2 separate regions of the Anser cygnoides genome follow, and region 1 is linked to region 2. The links are chromatin contacts, called in public Hi-C maps. All regions are on one chromosome and are shown on one strand. The core of a region is the stretch at or near the end of the contact, and the rest is flanking DNA. Distances in the headings are between cores, read along the strand shown. Region 1 holds the start of MRPL35 (mitochondrial ribosomal protein L35). Region 2 holds the start of THNSL2 (threonine synthase like 2).

Region 1 (7,148 bases), core at 4,106-6,605, 290 kb before region 2:
GCGTTTTCTGTCAGATGCACTAACAGAAACTTCCAGATTCGATTTCCAGTGCGGTGCAGAAGGCAGTATCAGGTTTTCCTTTCTGCAGGGTCACATCACTAAGGTTTCATACCCATGCACGACTCTGCACTGTTCAAAGCTTTATTGATCCAACAAGTTCTCAGATCTCTTTAAATTAAGTTCAGCTTAGATCAGAAGTTTTCTAATCCTGCAGTCTCGCTAACTACACTAAACCTCCAGCCACGGTAAAATTAGTTAAACTCCAGTGTCACCTACAGCTCTCCCCCCGATTTACCTATAAGCAAACCAGCTGTTTGGTTAGGAGCCTAACAGATTGTTTTTTATTGTAAATAACAGTATTACAAGCCACAGGCAACAATCACAAGATGAAATGGGAAATGGACAAGCAGCGCTGTTACTAAGCACTAAATAGTGCTTCTATTAATCAGGCAACTCATAAGAAAAGAGGAGTTTGAAACAGGAAAGGATCTACAGAGTCCTTCAGTGTCTTTTCAAAGAAAAGCAAAAAACTGCAACAAAAATGCTGAGCTCGTAATTCTTAAACGATGCACAACAAAACTTACTGGAATTTGAAAGCTAAGAGCAGGTGCTCTCTCTGAAAAAGGAAGAATGAAGCGTGCCGTGGGGGAAACACTTACCGGTTTCTTTGGCAGTGGTGCACTGTAAGGTGCGGGACCAAGTGCCATCTCAAAGAGTTTATCAGAGTAGGGGATGGCTTTCTCTACGTTCTCCCGGAACTGCGTGTCATAGCTGGCGTACAGGACAGTTCCCCCTACTCCTCCACCCACAAACAAGACACTGGCACCAATAATTTTGCCTACAGAAACACTGTTGGGGGGGGGAAAGAGTGAAAATGACGTAAATCGCATCACAGCTTGGTTCAAGGTGACCACCCCCAACCTCCCTTCTCGACAGCACTCACCTCGGTAAGATTCATTTAGATCCGAGTCAATCAAGCAAGGAACACAAGGAACCAGGAGAATAAAAGCTACTAACCGGAGAAATCCCACCCCCACCATCGGCTTGCTCTCACATGAACTCCAGGAGCAGGTTCACCCTCGGCAGAAGGAACAGGAGACAAGAGCCCACCCCCCCCAAATCCTTCTACGCACCCCGACTCTCCCGACGGGGTCGCATATCCACGGCTCACTCGTGACGGACGCAGCGATGCTCTCCCACACCGGCAACTCTGTGAGGGGTGGAGGAGAGAAGAGTTAGCGGGCACCCCGAAGCGCCTCCTCACCTTCGCTCCCGTTTCAGGTCAGCTTGTTCCACCGCCACGTCTCACGCGGGCTCCAAAGGCAGGCAGCAGCCAGCGCAAGGGCAGCGATGCTGGAGTTTTTTCTCCCCCCAGACAACAGACTTTTCGCAAGAGCAGCTTAAGGGCATCTTAAGAAATAATTAGTCATTTTGAAAAACAAGCAAAGAACATCCCAAGATATTTCTGCTACTGTTTTCCCTGTTTGTGTTCCCTTCCTCCCGTCCGTGTGGCACAACTGCATCAGTTTGGGTTCTCTCCAGCAGCCTCACGAGCTACCACAGCTCAGCTGTGACTGCAAAACACCAGAGCTGCTTAAACACTTATGCCTTGCTTTGAAGGCACAATTTCTTCTTCAGCTCCCACACCAAGACTTTCTCTAAAAGAACTACGAACACACCTCTATCGAAACAGAGACGGGATTATAATAGAAATGAAGTTACTGTATGAGGGGCGATACATCGCCACATTCTACTTAACACAAATAACACGACCCAAGATGTTTATCTCCTGTTTTAGCCCAAAAAGCAGATTTACCAGAAAGACTGCTTAAGATACTCTAATCCTGAGAATGAGGAGAAGCACTGCCCCCTCCGTTTTTCTTTTTCCACATGTCAATTGCTAAAAGAGGAACACAGGGCTCAAGGGAGATCCGTGCACGACTCACAAAAGGATCGCTTCCCACAGCTGCAGTACTTTGGGCAACTAGAAAATTACAAAATAAAAATAAAAATCAATGAACAAGAATCAGGGGATGCTTCGCTAAACCCCGACCCAAGAAGAAAGCCTTCTCTGTTTCCTTCTGCGTAGGGCAACACGTAACAAGCACGCGTCTTGGGGGTCAGGTCCCATCCTTATCCGACACCGCAGAGGAAAGGCAGGCACGCTGAACTCCTATTTTTTTCCAGAAAGTCAGCCAAAACTCTCTGATTAGTAACAGGAGGGCGTGGACGGTGAGAGGAAACCAGCATTTCTTACCCCTGAGTCCTTCGCAAGCCTTAGCTGATCTTCTCATTTACAACAGAGTAAGGGAGACAACGTTTTCTGGGTTGGTTTTCTGGCTGAATTTCCACTCCCTTCTAAAACCCTGGGTCTGTGGCGCCGTGACCAGCCCTCACCTGGAAATGAGCCTTCGCCCAGAGCCTCGTCAAGCTTCTTCACAGTGCAGCAAGATGAGAGCAAGCCAAATGCAGGCCACAGGAGCAGCAAACTACAACCTTTAACTGCCGGTATTTTATAAGCAGAAACCCACTCTCGTTTTCTTCCCTCTCACCAAAATACACTATTCCCTCCAAAAAAAACAGCGGCAATTTTTTAAAGCTGTACTGCTTGCCTTTTGCCACTAAAAATCTTGCTTAAATCCACTACATCGCCCTAATTTGGAAAATCAGGAGGAGTTTCTCATCTCCCCATTGAATCATTAGCAGGTGCTTATTACCAATAAAAAATCCCCTCAGTAGGGAACCCAGCAGGGAGCACACATCCCTGCAGCAGGGCACTGAGAGCAGCTGCGGCCATTTCCTCCCCCTCCAGCACTCCCATGTGCTGTTTCCTTCACCTAACTCCTTTAATACTCATTATTTCACATTTTTTATCCACTGTTAAGTCATTGCAAGACCACTTTGCAGAGCACTTCGTACCTTCAGTGCAGGCAGCATACAGAACCCAGTGAGTCCAGCATTTGGGGTTACCCACGGGAGATTGTCTCCCTGGCAAGGCGCTCGGGGCAGGCAGGGCACAGCAGGACTTCATTAGAGAAACCACCCCCGCCTTGAACGTAGACTTCAGGCACAAGTTCAAATACCCAGACAGAGCTCAAGGGCACGCCACCCTCCGAGTTCATTCAGCCCGAGCTAAAGCCGTCCTCGTTCTCCACGCTGCATCTGCGCAGGAGGCAGCCCGCAGGGCACAACGCGGGATTTGTGTGCTTAAATAAGAGCAAAAGAGAAACTTCAGGGGAAGTCGGTCCGCGTAATGAGAGAGGTTATGTGCAACAAGGGCATCTGACTGCAGAACCGAACTTCACAATCGTGCAATTGGGGAAAATAACCCAAGGCTGCAGCTCCGACAGGAGCATCAGCAGCGAGGATCTTTCCCCAAAAGCAACGCAACGCAGGCCAGCCACAGGGAGCACCCTCTATCACCCCGCTGGTGCCCACAGGCCCCACAGGCGTTACATGGCATTACTGCCAACAGAGTTCTCCCTCCTTGTGAGAAATTCCTTAACGTCACCTCACATCAGGCTAGAGGCCACAATTCTGCATCTCCTGCAAAACCAGCGCTGTAACACATTCGTTTCTTACACCTAGTTTCTTTTTTTGCCAACCGAAAGGGACAGCTTTTAGCTGCAGAAACCCCAGGGGACCAGCAGCTGCCTGTACACGTACGTGTAATGGAGTGCTGAGAGCTTCCCCACCAGGTGAACGCTCAGGTGATCCCACTTGCCTGCAAACACGCCTCTGCTATTCAAACTAAGTCTCCTTTATCAAGCAATCGAGAAACATGATTAGGGATGAAGAAAAAAACTCATTTTTTAAAGTAAGGAAAGAAATTGCAAGGGTACGGATAAAAAAGCTCCACGGAATGCTCTGGCATCTCCGTGTCTGCAGCTTTTCCATCGAACTTTTATAGACTGAAGGCACGCTTCCAAACTCCAGAGCACAACACCCCATTCTCCAGAGCTGCACAGTCATTCTAGATGTACCCTTACAGACTGAACACGTGCACAGGGATGTGAGAGACAAACATCTGTGACAGCCTGCTTTCTGTCTTCTCATCTCCTGGCTCAAACCTTCCCCAGGCCCTCGCTTCAGCAGGCATCGGATGACCTGGGCAGAACTCTCCCGGCCTTATAAAGCTGCAAGAGGAAACGCCGGCTGCTGGGGTGGGAGAGGCTGTAACGGGACACACTTCATCCACAGAGCGCGTGGATAGGAAGAGTAACGAAACTGGAATAGAGTCGAATATAAAAGTGATTTGATCTTTTTATTTTTGTGTACTACTGTTAGGCAGATCCCCGAAATAGAAGCCGAGGCCTTTGTGGAGGTGTTAGCCTCGTCTACGAACCCTTCCATCTTCCAGAAGCGAGTGGCTGCTTTAAAAAGGCTTCATACCCCACAACCACGTGGGGAGAGCATCGTGAGGACAGGAAAGGCCCAGAAGAGAAGCGCACAGGGGGAATTTTTCACCCTGGCATCCCTCCTGCTCCTTTTTTGCGTTGTACCCACGGGCACCACATACGAGGGGGGACGGCAGCGACCGCGGGCACCCCTCAGACCCCTCGCGACCCCCTTAGGTCTCCTCACAGCCCCCTCCGGCAGCCAGCTGCTAGACGCCCCGGCCCAAGGTCACGTCCTTCCCCGCCGCCCCACGGGCCCGGCCCCCCGCCGCCAGCCCCGCCGTGTGCCCCGGCCGGGCCCCGCCGGTGTCGGCCGCCCCCCAGCGCGGCCCCGGCCCCCCTCGGGGACCCCCCCTTCAAGGAAGCCACCACAGGCCCTGCGCCCAACGGACTACAACACCCAGCATGCAGCGCGGCACCCGTCAGCCCCCGCTACGCCCGGTCGGAGACGGGCGGGGGACTACAAGGCCCGGCATGCCTCGCGCGCCCGGCTCCGCTCAGCACCAAGCAGACCCCGCGCGCTGCTCGCCGGGATTTGTAGTGCGCCCCATCAACGCGCCCGCCCCCCGAGCCGCCTCATTGGCTCCCGCGGCTGTCCCTCAGCAGCCCGGCAGCCAATGGCGGCCCGCGCGCGCGGAGTCATTGCGAGACGACGGAGCGGCGCTCAGAGGACGTGCCGTGCCTCGGCCCCGCGGCGGGCGGCCCGGGGCTCCCCCGCCTCGCCGCGCTCCCCCCCGCTCACCTGCGCGGCCACCGCGCCGCCCGCCCGCCGCCACGCCCGCAGCATCGCCCCGTGTGCGCCTCCGCCGCCGGCACCGCCCGCCTCCGCCCCTCACCGCCAGGAACCGGGCAGCGCGCATGCGCGGGGGGGCGGGCAGAGCGGGAAGAGAGTGACGGGCAGCGTGGCCAATCAGAAGGCGAGGAGGTGATGACGCAGCCAGGAGGAGGGCGGCCGCCATTTTAGAGCGCGGCGTGAGGCGGAGCGGGGCCGCGGCTCCTCCCGGGCCCGTCAGCGCCGCCCCCAGCGCGGGGCTCCCGGGGCCCTCCCCTGGCGCCGCTCCGCCTCCTCCTGCGGCGGCCGGGACATGGCGGCGGCGCTGCGCGGGGCTGTGGCGGGTCGGTGGCTGAGGGAGGGGGGCGGTGGCGGCGGCCATGTTGTGGGGGGGGGGCAGCGCGGCGCCTTCGAAATGGCGGCGCCTCGCCTGGCCTCGCCTCAGGGCCGCCGCCTGTGAGGGCTGTGCTTCTCCGCAGGGCTCCTCCGGCCGCTCGGCAGCTGGGCCCCGCGGGCAGCCCGAGGTGTCGGCGCGGGGCGAGGTGTGCCCCTGAGGGGATTCGGGCGGCTGCGGGAGGCGGCGCCGCTCGGGAAGGGGCTGGGGCCCCTCGGGAGCCTGCCCGCTGGGGGCTTCCCCTCCGTCCTCGGCAGGTAGGGTATGGCCTGCGCGGTGCTGGAGCGATTCTGGTGTGGGGGTGAAGCCTCTGGGGGTGCGGTGGGGTCAGGAGGCAGGTAGGCGCTGCGCTGTGCTGCCTCCCCTCAGCGAGAGCTCACCAGCAAAGCAAGGGAAGGATGGAAGAGGCGAGGAACAGATCTTCACAGAATCATTGATCCTGGAAGAGATTTTCAAGACCACCTGGTCCAACCACCCCCCTACCACCAATGTCACCACTAACCCATGTCCCCAGGCACCAGGCCCAACCTCTCCTCGAACACTCCCAGGGGCAGTGACGCCACCACCTCCCTGGGCAACCCGTCCCAATGCCTGACTGCTCTTTCTGAGAAGAAATGTCTCCTCATTTCCAACCTGAACCTCCCCTGGCACAACTTGAGGCCATTCCCTCTAGTCCTATCACTAGTTACTCTGTGAGAAGAGGCCGACCCCCAGCTCCCCACAGCTCTCCCCTTTCAGGCAGTTGTTTTCACCAAGTTTAGCCCCTCCTTGGCACCTCAGCAAAGAAGCAGGTGGCCTCTTTCTTGGCTGAGAAGCTTCTTACTGCTTTTTGGTATCTCAAAACAATTATAATCCCAAGTCTTCCACTTGTATTGAGCATAATGTTTGAAGGAGGATGTAAAACAGAATGTGCTTTGGTAGGTGTAGACTTGACTTTACAAATAGGTTTGTTGTAATCGCTTTCCTTTGCTGATCGTTAACGTTCTAAAAGTTCTGAATGCCAATAACAGTTGAGTATGTTTGCTCTTGAGTATTTAACCACGCTTTTAGTAGATGGAAAAGCTGTTCTACAGTAGCTTCAAGATGAATTTATTTCATTTGGAATTCAGTTAGCATTGATACCTAACGCTTGTTGAATGACATGTTGCAATGTGAGCTGAATTTTTGTTAACCCTCAAACAAGTCAGAGCACTTCTGATTTCTCATTATGTGAAAAATCCAATGACTGGCTTAATGAAAGAGTTGTTTCATTCCTGTTCTATTTCCCCCCTTTTTTTTCCTTTAGAGTCACACCTCTACTTCCAACTATACTTCAGCAGCCAGTGAGGACCGTCACTTACTACAGTTTACGGAAAGGAAAGAGGAAAACTGTGAAAGCTGTCATCGACAGGTTTCTCCGGCTGCATAATGGCCTTTGGGTGAGGAGAAAGGTAAGATTTTTTTTCAAGGAACACAAGCTTTGTGTTCACAGACAGCAGGCTGTTTTCCTTCCATCAGGAGGCAGTAGCTAGTATGGAAGTGTGCACAGGGAGACTCCTGACTTCCTGAAAGTGGGGGATTTATCCAGGTTTGCTTATCAGTATTG
Region 2 (7,182 bases), core at 2,153-4,652:
CCATGATAACATGAAACCTATCACTGCCTCACCTCGGCTTGCCAATGATCCCCCGGGTAGCGGAGCGCCCAGAAGAGCTGGCTGTGGCTGTTGGTACCCATGGTGGGACAAGGCTGTCCTTCATCCCACCACCCAGTTTAGAGAGTCGAGGAACAGGGTCTGAAAATGGCGTCATTGCTCATGGAGATAGTTTGTGCTAGGGCAGGGAAAGAAAATGTTGGGAGAGAAATGGAGCCATTCACCATTATGTGTTTGAGTGAGGATGGTCTGGAAGAGCCCCTCAGGGCAGTGAATATTCAACCCATGCAAATGCATTTCATCTCGTCCCATCACACATCTGCAGTGCAGGTATCTCCATCTGGTCTGGGGGCATGAAGAGCCCCTGAGACACAGCGGGGATAAGCGAACCTTTGTCTGACCAAGTGGAGACTTGCACGTTGGGATGAGAAGAGTGGCGGTAACAGAGTGCCTCCAGGCCGTCAGGTGAAATCCATCCCGGAGGGACACCCGGTTGTCACTCTGAGACAGTGCTCACCCCTCCAGCTGGCCTTGATCCTGATTTATTAAACACGGTGGCTCACTTAATGAGTGCTCACAGTGGATGGCAGCAATTAGTCAAGGAGAGCTTCTCAGGCCCATACGGGCACGAGTGCCGAGGCACCACACTGCTGTGAGGAGGGCAGAGCGAGAGGCTGAGTGCGGCCTGAGAGCATCCAAACGTGCAGCAGGTTCACGGCCAGGGAGGCACTCCATGGGAAATGACCACGGTGCCAGCGAGCCCAGAGCTGTGGACAAAGTCCAGAATTGCCACCGTGCACGTCCTGCTTGGTGCTTCTGCCACATTTACGATGCTCAAAGCACCTCTGTAAGCACAGGTATCTCTGCTTTATACACGATGAAGTGCCCAGAGACTGAGTGACTTTCCCAAAGGAAAGCTGATAAAGAAAACGTGCTGTAACTGTGTGGCTACTGCAGCATCTTCCTCCTCCTCCTCCTTGTTCATCTTCCTGCCTGGCTGGCAGTGACAGAACCCACATCCCGTGTGACTGCAGATTTGGAGATAAAATTTGGCCCTATTAATGCGATCTTGGCAGAGCAGGACCGGATTGCACAACCTCCTGGAGAAAGGCAAGGGTGTGTTTGGTGTCTCACCGAGGGAGTGAGCATTGCACAATCCCATCCTCACACTCCCTTTCTGCTCTGTCCTTACGAGTGGGTCCTGCACTTTGGTCTCTAAGACCCAAACCACAACACAGATGTCCTTGAGCCCGTTGTGAGACACCTCACAGCAGGAAAGAGTCACACCTAGCCCTGGCGAAAGGGCTGACATGCTGGCTGCTCTTGGCACTGCGAAATCACCACGGGTCGGGGTGGAAAACTGCGTGTGTGTGTACACAGTTGTGCGCAGGGACAGGTGGCCCACATGGAAGTCCTACCTCATGTCAGCTGAGATGCCTACAATTCATGTCGGATTTAGAAAGAGGGGAGAAAAGCCAAGTTTACCGGAATAGAAGTGCAGCTCCTAGCACTTTGATTCACTTGCAGTTGTACATTTCTGCCTTGTACCTCCTTGAGGTGAAGCTTGAAGATATGAGTCGGGGTGCATGCTTGCCCGTGCAGCTGCAGATGCTCTCTGCAACCCTCCTAGCCCCCTTCCTGCTACGGATCCCAAACCTCACCAATATGTGAGGTTCGGGCCCGCCACCTCTGAGAAAGGCAAAAATTAAATGTTTTGATTTCTGGCCCAAACCTTACAGGTTCTACCCCAAAACTCCCTGTTTCCTCTGTAAAAACTCAAACTTCTGTGCCTGAGAGGGGAGGGGATGCATGGCTTCTTCACCTACCTCCAGTGACAGGCTTACACATTTTTTCCCTACAGGGATGTACTCCGGTAGGAAATGGCATTGCAAAACCTCAAACATCCTTATCAGCCATTTGCTGGACCTGCCCAGAATTGCTTGGGCTGTTTATAGATATGAAAGCTTTTTTTGCGTATGCAGTTTGCAGACATCAGCCAGCTCACGGGCAGAGACAGGACTAGGAGAGAAAGGCATTTTTGTGGCGTTGAGGCCATCTTTGTGCTTTATGATTAAACGTGGCACCTTCTAGTCCTGGTTGTGAGTTGGGGTCTTTTGACGTGCCCCTTTCTGAGTTTCTGCCAGGCTGTAGGCTGCAGGGACCCCCAGAGAAGAGAGACTGTGCTGGAAGAAGGGTGAACATAGAATCATATTTACGAAAAGGGATAAACCCCCAGGACACTCAGGGAGAAGATGGCGTGAAGATGAAGAACACCTTTCCCACCACAGAATCATTTAGGACAGAAAAGACCCCTAAGATCACCAAATCCAACTGAAAACTGCGACGAGTTGCTGCATTTGCTCAGGCCACCCAGCTCCGTAACCCGGCCTCCTGCCAAAGGACATCTCCTGTGCCTCCCCTTCCTCAGCTCTACAAAACAGGGCTCTTCGGAGCCGTGTTTCTTGCTGCTGCCTGAAACTGCGGCTGAGCACCGTGGCCTGGGTGCAGTGAAGGCGAAATGCCCTGTGTGAGGTGTGAGAGTGACTGCAACCAGGGCAAGGCTGCCTTTGTGCATCTCCTCCCTGGACGCAAGGCGTTGCCGCCATCTAGTGATAGAGGATTCATCGGTGGCTGGCGGAACCTGGGGTCTGCAGCTCTCCCGGGCCTGGGGATGCTTTGGTGGAGGTATAGAAAGGGCACCCAAACCCAGCTTCTCACTGCTACATATGCCTTTCTGTTTTCTTACTCTTTGCTACGCTTCAGGATGCCTTTCGTGGGTAGAGAGGTTGAGGAAATCCAACCTGGACGGATGGAAACTGATGGAAACTGTTAAAAAAAGCTGGAAAAGTGACACAGTAGCTTTGGTTAGTGTTTGCAAACACAGCTGATTTCTGATAGGCAAGTCCAAAGAGCAACTGAGCACCCATCAACTCCTCAGGAACATACAAGGTCCAAAGTGGAAGTGCACATCCAAGCAGAAACACGGAGGCACTGGGCAGTACCAGGTTAATCAAAGGCTGTTACATCTTCCAGATCTTGGGTCTGCTACCGCAGCTGACAAGGAAATGATAATTCCAAAAATGAAAGCACGGAGATTGCAGGGCAGGGCATGGGAAAAGCCCTCCCGAGAAATGGCACGGCCCACGTGCTCCTTGTGCTCACCTCTGGCCGCCACATAAGCAGTACTTAGCTCATCCCCAGCTGCAGCAGTAGCAAATGCTGACATCCGCCACGGCATTAACCCATGACCTCGTTAGCAAGAGCTATCACCACTGACAGGCACGGGGCGTAGTTAAAGCTGCATCAGCAGCCTTGAGACTATTTATTTACAAGCACAGAGCAGCAGGTATCCAGTTTTTTTTTTATTATTATTATTTTTTATATTTTTTTTTCAGGGGTCCTGTATGTGCTACATTGTAAGCTCTTCACTTGAAAAAAAAATACTTTTAGATGAAGCAGTGAAATAATCTCATGCAGCTAATTCACACGTGAGAAGTCTTAGATATATATGAGGTAAATGCCTGGAGGTGCCAGTGGTGGGAGAGGTGAGGTGACCCTGCAGGGTCATGTCACTTGTGAAGATGATCATATACGCGTTGGTAATATTGAATTATGTTGGTAACAAAAATTATCAGCTTGTGTGGGTTTTCCTAGGGATTTGATCCTTCCCTTGTTCTGCTGAAGGTTCTGCTCAAACTGTGCTCTGCCTCTGCATGAACCCCAAATTCAGCACGCTCTCATGGCAGAAGGAAGAGATCAGGGCAGAAGAGACAAACCACGTACCCTGCAGCTCTCAGTGTTTTATTCATTTCTATCATTTTGCTGTCCTGCCCAGAAATGCTATTTATTTTTTATTTATTATTTTGTGCGTGTGTGTGAGCTGCTGCTGAAACGTGATGGAGAAAAATACCCTTCCAGAGCAGGTAAACAAGGGATTAATAACTAACTGGAGCATGTATTAATAGATCACTTACCTTCTGAAAATACACAGGGCATTAAAAACTTATGGGACTGAAAACATCTATTGAGACCACTGTGGCACTGCGGGATTTGCCCTGCATGTCAGGGCCAGCTTGAGGTAAGTGGCCCGTGTCCCCAAAACAGGGTCCTCGGGTGACCCCAGGGCTTTTGGTGACTCCAGGAAGCACCAGGGACGGCCCTGGGGAGGTTTCACAACTGACTGAAGCCCGAGCTGTCCCTGGAGAGCAAGGTCCTGCCTTGCCAATTCCAGTCCCCCTGTGAACCGGCCTGGGATGGGGACAGACCCTGATCAAGGGGTTGGGAGCCCGTAACGTGAAACTCTTACGGTGAGGAGACGGGGGCAGCTTGGGTGATAGTTTGTATAATAAATTCAGGGATCTGTTGTTGGCTGGTCTCTGAGATGTGGTGAATTTGGAGACTACCAGCATTGCTCCGTCCCACTGGGTAGCCTCGCTCGCTGGTAGCCGGGCTGGTTGGAGCAGTGATGTGTTTTGGGTCGGTTTCTGGCACTTTGGAGGCAGCGTGTCCCTTCTGTCCCATGAGCTTTCTGACTCACAGCCGGTGGTAACCAGGCACCCTCTGCACCTTGCCTTACTGGGCTCCAGTCCCTGCACCTGCTGCAGCTGTGCATGCAGCCCCATACAGGCACTAACCGAGGAAAACCAGGCAAGGAAATCAAGTAAAAATCAAGAAAAGGGACGCACAGCCCTTCCCTGCCTCAGTTTCCCCACGGAGGGACGGCGCTGCTCCAAGTCACAGCCTCCCAGGGTGAACTGCATGGTGGGAAGGCACTCACGGAGCTTTCTGATCCTACTTCCTGCAGATTTAACCTTAAATTTAAACCCAACCCGGGGCCTGCCCTGCTGAACTCCGAGCTTTCCCCTCCAACCATGGACCCCCCCCCGCCCCGCGCCTGGCCGCCATTTCCCGGCCCTGCTCCCGCCTCCGCCCCCTCACGGCCCCGGAGCCGTGGCCGAGCTGATCCGGGTTAAAGGCTGGTTGTTTACCACCTCTGGAAGCTTTTTTTTCCCCCTTTGTCTGCTCTTGTGGGGCAGCTCTGAAGGGTAATTGTGTGTGTGTGTGTCGGGGGACGGGTTGGTTGCTTTGGCAAGGAGGGGAAATTTGGAAGGAACGAAAGCATTGTGCACAAGGTGCTGGGGCAGAAAGCCCTGCAGGCTCAAAGCCCCAGACCTTGCGGATACCTTTATGAAAAAGAAAAAAGGGGATCCTGGAAGTTTGTTGTACTTGTCGCGCAAATCCTGTCCTTGCTTTAACCCTTTTGAACAAAATCAGGCTGCACTAGATGCATAATCCTTCCCCCCTTTCCTCCGCTTTCTCTCTCCCTCTTACTCCCCTCCCTGTTTTCCCTGTTTCCTCCTTTACTGTTTTTTAAAGAGATTCTTATTTGCTTATTTTTATTTTAAAGCTCCAGCCTTTGCACGTAGCCTGTAGGGGACGTCAGGTGCAGGCACGGTGCCTGCTGCAGCAGCAGGGACGTGTCCGGATCAGGGGAAGCCCGACAAGAGGGCTCCTCGCAGCCCCCTGGGTGCAAACCCCACTCAGCGCTTCCACTGCCCACAAAATACCCCACAACGCTGCCCTCCGGCTGTGTGTGTCCACATTGGAGGTGTCTGGGAGGTCTGCTTGGGCGTTCCTAATGGGGCGGCTGCTCTGGGGTCCTGGCAGTGACCGTGGTGTCCCCCAACAGCACCCATGGAGTATGTCAGCACACGGGGAGGCTCGAGGGCTGTCGACTTCGAGGGAGCCCTCTTCTCCGGCTACGCTCCTGACGGCGGCCTCTTCATGCCCCGGAGCATCCCCTCACTGGACGGGGCCACCCTGCAGCGCTGGAGCCGCCTCTCCTACCCCGAGCTGGTGAAGGAGCTGTGCTCCCTCTTCATCGCGCCCGAGCTGGTCCCGCGGAGCGCCCTCAACGGTGAGCCTCAACCGGGCGGTGGGAGCTATTAGCAGGGACGTGTGTGAGGATTTTGGGGTGTTTGGATGCTTCCACCTGCATTAGCCCCATCCTCTTGCAGCCCCCAGAGGATGGAGCCAGCTGCACCATCGCCTGATCCGTTTTCTTCCCTCTTTTCCCTCGCCTTGCTGGGGCTTGTTACCTTCTGGACAAGGTGTTCCCTATGTGCTGGGGACTGTGGTGATCGCAGCAGCGGTAGCTGGTGCTGTGGCACTGCTGACTGCTGGGAAACTGCTGTGCTGGCTCCAGACCTGATATCCCATCAGGGTTTGCTGCTGCTCCATGCTTTATAACGTTTTTAAGCCATCCCTTCCACCAGAGGGCAGCTACAACCTCTGTCTCAACAGGGTGCTGTAATAAAACTTGGGTTTCCTTTATTTTATGTTTTAACGCAGTTTGCTTTGATTGTGTCAGGTTTCCCCTAGGGGTACCCACTGTAGAGCTATTGAAGGCAACAGAGCACGTCTATATTCCTCCTAACAGCTAAGAATAACTTGTTGGATATCTGTCACCTCTCCAGCAACTGGGAGTCTTTGGGTTCGCAGAAAGCTTCCCAGGAGCATAAAGAGCACAGACGCAGGAAGCCACCGATCAAAAACAGTAGTTCTCTGCCTAGTCTGACATCCTCTTTAATCCTCTTCCCTCTAGATCTGATTGACAGGGCCTTCAGCAGATTCAGACACAAGGATGTTGTCCATATGTCCAGGCTGAAAGATGGGCTGAATGTTCTGGAGCTCTGGCATGGGGTTACTTATGCTTTTAAGGATCTGTCCTTGTCCTGCACTGGGCAGTTTTTACAGTACTTCTTGGAGAAAAAGCAGAAACACATCACTATTCTGGTGGGTGAGTATTCCTCTTTGTGGGGGGTAAAACTTCTGGGCAGGTCTTTACCTTGAGAGCCATCATCCCACGGCCCACCACATAGATGCCCCAGGGTGGTACTGCCTCGTGGGTGGCTGGTGAGCGATCTCCAGCCAATGCCAGGGAAGCTTCTCTAACCAAAACCATCTCATGGAGCATCTCTGCATCTTTTTCTTGAAGTGCGACGATGCAGGTTTGACGGATGTCTTGATATTTGATTTTTTTGGTTCTCTGCTGCTTTGAAACAGGGACTTCGGGGGACACAGGGAGCTCAGCCATCGAGAGCGTGAGAGGTCAGCAGAACATGGACATCTTTGTTCTGCTGCCCGAAGGGCTCTGCACGCAGA

The links. A called contact is a pair of places that touch in the nucleus more often than the background predicts.
Region 1: a Hi-C map of liver shows a contact between it and region 2, with 2.0 times the contacts expected there. The contact joins the promoter of MRPL35 here to the promoter of THNSL2 in region 2. A contact is called at or near these places in 2 of 7 Hi-C or Micro-C datasets (both in liver).

The regions. Positions count from the first base shown.
Region 1 is chr4:6,275,936-6,283,083 of Taihu_goose_T2T_genome, reverse strand. It overlaps MRPL35 (mitochondrial ribosomal protein L35), which reads left to right and starts at 5,355. Exons shown (of 4, transcript XM_048047898.2): 1 at 5,355-5,513; 2 at 5,649-5,820; 3 at 6,849-6,993. The coding sequence starts at 5,483. IMMT (inner membrane mitochondrial protein) reads right to left here and starts at 5,296. Exons shown (of 13, transcript XM_066995556.1): 1 at 5,140-5,296; 2 at 1,134-1,210. The coding sequence starts at 5,257.
Region 2 is chr4:5,980,892-5,988,073 of Taihu_goose_T2T_genome, reverse strand. It overlaps THNSL2 (threonine synthase like 2), which reads left to right and starts at 3,402. Exons shown (of 9, transcript XM_048081105.2): 1 at 3,402-3,531; 2 at 5,708-5,935; 3 at 6,623-6,817; 4 at 7,084-7,182. The coding sequence starts at 5,713.